Regions from separate parts of the Hordeum vulgare genome. Here region 1 is linked to region 2. A link is a contact called in public Hi-C data. All regions are on one chromosome and are shown on one strand. Each heading gives the region's core, a stretch centred on a gene start, on an enhancer-like site or on the middle of the called end of the contact. The rest is flanking DNA. Distances are from core to core; before and after follow the strand shown. Region 1 has its middle 130 kb from the start of LOC123402048. Region 2 holds the start of LOC123401803 (serine/threonine-protein phosphatase PP2A-3 catalytic subunit).

The links. Hi-C and Micro-C count contacts between places; a contact is called where the count stands out from the background.
Region 1: a contact with region 2 is called in a Hi-C map of seedling, with 3 times the contacts expected there. The contact joins the enhancer-like site here to the promoter of LOC123401803 in region 2. A contact is called at or near these places in 1 of 6 Hi-C or Micro-C datasets (seedling) and 1 of 1 datasets of contacts at active chromatin or transcription factors (embryo).

The regions. Positions count from the first base shown.
Region 1 is chr6H:194,221,298-194,225,001 of MorexV3_pseudomolecules_assembly, reverse strand. No RefSeq gene overlaps it. Among protein-coding and RNA genes, the nearest start is that of LOC123402048, 130 kb to the right of the region's middle. Within about 2 kb of position 1,716, at least 3 of the 3 cell types and tissues checked have open chromatin away from gene starts, as enhancers often do. A contact at or near this core is called in seedling, where this site is marked.
Region 2 is chr6H:193,850,951-193,854,571 of MorexV3_pseudomolecules_assembly, reverse strand. It overlaps LOC123401803 (serine/threonine-protein phosphatase PP2A-3 catalytic subunit), which reads left to right and starts at 1,836. Exons shown (of 6, transcript XM_045095651.1): 1 at 1,836-2,352; 2 at 3,141-3,255. The coding sequence starts at 2,100.

The DNA of each region.
Region 1 (3,704 bases), core at 467-2,966, 370 kb before region 2:
TGTCGAACTTTCGTCATTTCGACAGTCGTCAGTTTCGTCAGTCGTTTTCTTTCTGTCAGTTAGAATAACCGAGCTGCGCCTCAGCCGTAGGTTGTTAGCTGTTATCACGGCCTTGACTTGATCGTGCGATGGCACGAAGTAGATGGTCGAGGCCGTTAGACGTGCGACGCGCGAGGATCGCTGGGATGGCAGCGATCGTGACTCGGGCCTCGCTAGTTTTTCCCTTACTTTCAGGAAGTTCGTTGTAGCTCTGAATAAAAGAAACGAGAACAGAAAAGCTGCAGTGTTCGCAACGCAAAACCCTCTCCCTCACTGCAATCGTGATCTCGCCACTCTCTCTACGATCTCTACTTCCAACAATATGCAGTTTCAGAATTAGAGCAGCAATGTGACAGCCTGCTCTTAGTAAGAAATTGTCGGTCTTTTTACATGGATTATTTTGCAGCATTTTACATTTCGGCGGCACCTTCTTATTAAACAATGTCATTTTTTTTGTTCAATGTTGTTTCGGTCACTTGTATGAAGTGATTTTTCGGTCACCTTTCTTATTTGGTATTGTATACAAAGTTACAAACCCAAATGGATAAGATTTCTGTCAAGTAGTTACGAAGTTTCCTTTTGGTTTTGCATGCACCTTCTTCACTTTCATAGGAGTTCTGTAGCGTTTTATGTAGGGACGGATTATTCACTTGACATCGAGGACTGCCTGGACGAGTTCCTTTCTTGCGCTGCATGCAGGAACGACGAAATCCAGGGCAGAAAGAAGGAGTTTTGTGGTCAGATCGCGGATCTCCAGACGAGGCTGGAGGCTGCACTTGACGTGCATGCATCTACAGCTCTCTCCCAACCGGTTGACCGCGCAGCAGCCAGGCGGATCAGCTTTTTGCACAGGGTGAGAGAGTTAATTGGCTTCAAACGCAGGGCTGTGTGCAAAACGACCAGAGTGACCCTACAGTTGGCACGTTCTAATTGGCTATGGACTAAATTTGCACATGAGTTGTAAGTTTTGGGACTAAATAGGGTCACTTTGCAAGTTTTAGAACCAAATCATCACATCCAGTGCAAGTTCTAGGACCTGGTGTGCTATTACCTCATAATTCTAATATAGCAGCGGGTCTTCTACTCCACGAGTGCACGGGCCCAATAGAGGAGCGGACAAATGCGGCGAAGATGCTCGTTGGGGAGGTCCTGGGCGCACGGCTGTCGGCGACGGGCGACGGCGGGGAAGCGGGGGATCCGCCACATCCGGAGGCAGGACACCCATTCCCCAAGGAAGGGAGCTCCGATTCGAAGTGAGGATGGTTGAGACGGGCGAGGATGCGCGCGGCAGAAGGTCTGTAGGCGGCTCATGGCGTTGCACGGAACATCAGCTCGGCACGGTTCCGATGAAGGACCCGCAGGAGCGACGGGGCCTGGGTCTTCACGGCAACGAACGGCTGTGCGCGGGCCAAGTCCACGAGACCATGGCCTTCCTGCCTGCTTGAAGGAAGAAGAGCAAGATCTTGAGGCGGGGATAATAGAAACAGGGGAAAGGAGAGGAGGAGAGGGCAACGAGGTCGGCCTCGTCCTGGTCGTCAGTTGCGGACGCACCCGTGGCTCAGGCGGCTGCCGACCTGAGGAGGCAATGCGGCGAGGCCACGGCTGCACATGGCAGAGCTCAGGCTCCTCACGATCTGGAGCTGACTGTGCTGCTGGATGCACTTTCGGCCGTCGGATCTCGAATCCGATGGTCAGGATCGAAGGTGGGCTGGATCAGATCTGGTGGCTTGGGTTGGATGGTTCTATGGTGGAGGTTGGTTGGTTGTGCACAGAAAGTGGAGCGGCGGCGGCTAGGGATGGGACAGCTTGCCTAAATTTTAGGGTTTGGACAGGTTTGGTTAGGGATTGCATTGCTATATATAGCAGGTGGGTGATATGAGGGGGTTTTGCATCATTTTTGGTCTGTCAGATCTCGATCGGAAGGCACCGGTTGTGCTTTAGGATTGGGTAGGATAGTGGGTTGTGGAGAGATGGTTGTGCCAAAAGAGAGGGAAAGGTTGCGGCCCGGCACAAGATTCTTAAACAACGAAAAAACGTTTGATGGTAAATCGATGACGATGCCGCTACGGTCGACCGTTCGGGTATTCAAACGAACGCCAAGTTTCAACCTAATCCAAGCATATTTGAGACACACTTTTAAAAACAATATTGTAATGGTGGCGTGATCGCGTGCGTGTGCAGGTGGACTCAAAACGGTCATCGTCGATAACGGAGAGAACCGGTAACAACTAACGGATGCAAGTTTGAAAACACACGTCAACGAAGTGCCGATGCAATGCGGATGATGGGACTGATGCGAAGATGAATGCGACAAACAAACTAATCACACGACGGGAACGGAATAAAAAGGGAATCTTTTGGAGCTTCGCTCTCGGGCTGTTACATCACCACGACTGGTCTCGGTAGTAATCAAAGTGATAGCTTGTAGCGGTGTTCCGCGCCACCTTTGGAGCCAAGTGAGCAGCCTCCACAACTGCATTGTACTCTCGCGATTCACTGTGATAAACGTAATATCTCCATTTATTATGCACCTCTCATGAACTCATCACTTGGCCAGCAGCATGACTTGACATTCCAATGATAGTCAAGCTTGTTCTTGGTTCAGCATATGCGTGTCACACACAACTTCCGCTCGACGAAACACCAGAAGTACGTCTCCTTGAAGTACTCCTCCTAAAGAAACTCATTTTCCTATGAAAAAAAATCTTAAATTTTTGGGACCAAAAACTTATGTTAATAAAATTTTGCAAGATTGGTAGCAACTACTCATATACACTACTGGAATCTGCTAGTTTGCCGACAGCTTTAAGCTTTGCCGTCAGCAATTTTACGGGGCTGACGGCAAAGAGACTTTGCCCTTAGCCAAAATAAATGATGACGGCATAGGAGGAGCTGACGGCAAATAAAATATATGCCGTCCGCTTTATCTAAGCCGGTAGCCAGCTGACGGCAAAGGACAAAAAAGCGGTCGGCATAGGAAGGCTGACGGCATAGGGGCTAACCCAGTCGCCGCCTCGGCCAGAAAAAAAACGGGGGCCTTCTTTGCCGACAGCCAGCTGAGGGCAAAGACTAACGGCTGTCTTTGCCGACAGCTGGCTGAGGGCAAAGAGGCTAACCCCATACACCTGCCTTATCCCCCCGTGCCTTCTCTCTCTCACCGCGCCTTCTCTCTCTCACTGTCCCGTGCACGCGCGCCCTACTCTCCCACGCCGCCCCTCGCCCGCCCCGCGCCGCCCCGCCCTGCGCCGCCCCTCGCCCGCCCCGCCCTGCCCAGGTTCGATATAATACTTGTACGTGAATATGCAGGGAAACAGAATACATGATGTTAGGTTAGATTTTGTTTTGGAGTATAAAATCTCAGGTTATAGTTTGTTCTTACTATGTTCTGTATACCAAAATCGGTATATTAAATCGGGACAGTTAACGTAGGTTGATCGAATAAATCAAAAGTTTTTTGTAAGCTAATATATGGGAAGTTTTAGATTGATTGAGATAATAGTTAATTAAAATCAAGATTTTTAATATGAAGGATGAGCTGGTCGTTCCATATTATACTCGCCTGCACTACTATACATTATGTAAAAGCTATGGCCGTGGCAAAACAGAGAAGATTGACTGAGAGGGGAACAAATTCAGAGAGCAGAAGGTAATTAATTTTGTTTCCT
Region 2 (3,621 bases), core at 587-3,086:
AGATGGGTTTGTGCCTCTCCGTAGAACAATGTCAATCTCCATGGGGCAACCCCCAGTTCCTCAACACAACAATCTATGTGATAGACAGAATAGCCCAAAATTTCAACTTTTATTGGATTGTTCGAAAACAAACCTAAACCTCCACTTCTACCTTGGCTACTTACAGCGTAGCCATTATCATGGCCAATAGCTCGTGCTAAACTTTCCACCCTTGTCCTTTCAATTTGAGTTTCAACAATACATAAGAGGCTATGGGCAAACATCTTCGCAAAATCGCGAAGCTCTCGAACTGTCGCGACGTTGCCCGCGCCACGACAGTTCCAACTTAGGATACTCATTGTGCGCGGCGACACTCCTCGAGGGAGCCCGCCGATGATGCATTAGTGATGTCAATTTATCAGTGACCCCGCCGGCTCCTCCTTTGGACCTTTTTTGGCCTTTTATGTTCTTTCCTTGGCGAAACATATACAAGGGGTAGTGGGGGAACCAGGGAAGGCTCCTCCCTTACAACAACAACTAGTTTCTTTGCCACATCGGCCCCCGCCATGATTGTTTCTCAAGAAGCCGCATTATTCTCGACAGAGAGCCTCTTGTTTGACATCTGGTTGGGATCTATCACCCCCACTACCATCTGAGCCATGGTTGGGTTCTCGACTAATGTCCCCTTGTCCCCTATGTGTGCTGCTACCTTGCATTAAAATGCCAGCTCTGGTTGGGGTTATAGGGCTCACGACCTCTCCCTCGCCCCCCATCCATGGTCCTCCCCTACCTCGTGGAGTGGTATTGCTTCCTTGCCTGGATGATCTTAGACGCATGTTCTTAGCAAAGAGGAAGTGGCCCCACTCAAAGGTGGATTCATCATGTTCACCATCTCTACACTCCTCATGCCAATGACCAAACTCATCACAATTGTAACAAAAAGGTGGGCAACTTCTCGTATTTTAGTTGGTACTTAATCCTTTCATCCCCTTTTTTACGAGTAACAAATCGGTTGATCTTGGCATTGGTGTCTATTTTAACCTTGACTCTAACAAATTCTCCGAAGAACCTGCCGACAACTTCAACTGAATCTCTTTCACCTCACCGATACACGACGCCAAGCCTTTTTACTGCCGGCTCTATGAGGAATTTTTCCGGCAGCCGGTGGATTTGTGCCCAAACTGATAACTTGTCAAGCTTGAACGTATCAGGGTTCTTGAAACCATCATATTCTTGCAAGACCATGCGTGGTCTCTAAACAGCCAAGGCCCCTCGAACATGTATTTCTTCGAGTCCCCCAGACACCAAAATTGAGTCGTGCAGAGTTCCTCCTTGATCTTCCGCCGCGACACTGGTTTTGTAGTGTTCCAGGCCGCCCACATGTCACCGTACAAAGCGTTAGGACTGAAAGTTTTTGGGGTATGAACACAGCAATCGCAAGCCACTTCGTCCGCTCCATCAGATCTGGAAGTTTCTCCTCCCACACAGTCGTCTTCGTCCTCCTCCTGCAGGGTGAGGCGGGTTCCTCCGTTGTTTCTTTGCTGGATTTGTTCTGCGTTCGAGAGCGGTCAGCCATCTCCACACGATCCAATCTTGTCACCACACGTCCCTCTCCTCTCGATCAAAAACGTTGCCCCGAGTCCAAGGCCGGGAAAGGATCACAACGATCCCCTTGACCAGCCCAAGTCCGGGAGTAGACATAGACACGGGAGGTTAGAAGGACGGATACCGAATTCCGGGGGTGGCCACCTAGAAGAGATAAAAACCCTAAAAGTCTCGTGGTGGGCAACTCGGCAATGCATACCAGCCATTTTGACCAGCTCAGCTTTCCTTTTGCTGGCCCAATTACATTCCGCCCATTCCAAAACCACCAATTCGCAGAACAGCACAAAGCAAGCCAGGCAGGCATCGCAGGCGTACCTGCGAGTGTCGGAGGCGAAGGAAAATCTCGCTTCGTATAAAACAAAGCGAAAAATGGAGGCATGAGCTGCTCCACACCTCCCCCTCTTCCGCTCCGCTGATCCCCCGCAAACCCTAGCCCCGGCCTAGCCACTCCCTCCTCCTCGCCGGCGACCGACTGCGCGCCCGAGCCCGCCCCTGCCTCCGTGCCAGCGGCCGAGATGCCGCCGCACGGGGATCTGGACCGGCAGATCGCGCACCTGCGGGAGTGCAAGCACCTCCCGGAGGCGGAGGTCAAGGGACTCTGCGAGCAGGCCAAGGCCATCCTCATGGAGGAGTGGAACGTGCAGCCCGTCCGCTGCCCCGTCACCGTCTGCGGCGACATCCACGGCCAGTTCTACGACCTCATCGAGCTCTTCCGCATCGGCGGCGAGTCGCCCGACACCAACTATCTCTTCATGGGCGACTACGTCGGTACGTCCTCTGCCGTCGCCCACCGCCTCGCCTCCTTTTGCCTCTCGCGTGCGTGCGGGCGGCTGCCCTTTCAACGCTCGATATTTTGTCGACCTCTAGGGTTTGTTGCGGCAAAATATGGCTTCTTTATAGATCCTACACGGAATCCAGCCGGCGGTTCTTTCTTGTCGGGAGAATTCGTTTCCAGACGTTTGTGCTGGTTATTAGTATGCACAAAGTATGTAGCTTCTATTTTACGTCTCTAGCTCCCATGGCGGTATCCTGTGCTGGTTATGTGTCTTAGGTTTTGTGTGACCTAGCTTACAAGGATTTTGTGCGAGTCCTATCTTTAGGTTCTCGTAGATACCACTATAAAGGCTGTAGGCTTGTAGGTAGGAACAAGTTAAGAATTCTCATTAAATGATACCAGGTGCTTGAAAATGACCAAAAAAAGGTTCACACCGTCTCTGTTCGATCTCAAAAAATTCCTCAAGACGTAAATATATACTTCCTCCGTCCCAAAATTCTTGCCTTAGGTTTGTCTAGAAATGGATGTATCAAAATATTAGAACGTGACTAGATACATTCATATCTACACAAATCTAAGACAAGAATTTTGGGATGGAGGGAGTATAATTTTGTTGCCAATTATGTGTTGATAGCCGACATCATGTTTTGTTGTCTGTTGGAATGATAAAAGTGAAATCCAATTCGAGCCTTTTCTTCATCTTCCCATCTGTAGTTTTAGATGCACTCCATCTCGTGCCATTCACGGTATTGATAAATCTATCATATTGCTCTTAATGCAGATCGTGGCTACTATTCGGTGGAGACTGTTTCGCTGTTAGTGGCTTTGAAAGTTCGCTACAGAGACAGAATTACGATATTGAGAGGAAATCATGAGAGCAGACAAATCACGCAAGTGTGAGTTTATGCCCTTGTAGACTTGGATTGCTGATTTCAGTTCCTTTTTATTGAGTACTTCCTCATATGAAGTACTCCCTCCGTAAAGAAATATAAGAGCGTTTAGATCACTAGTGATCTAAACGCTCTTATATTTCTTTACGGAGGGAGTAACAACTATCAATGATCTAAACGCTCTTATATTTCTTTACGGAGGGAGTAACAACTATCAAGTGATGACATTCACCATGTAATCTTTTGATCTTTTCTAGCCTGTTTGATCCTGATTTAACTGTGTGTAACTGACTAAATCTTGGAGATGTATTTTGTTACATCAAGTATCATCTGGTGCACTATGGCTATGACAATGATCGACCTTTAGAATTT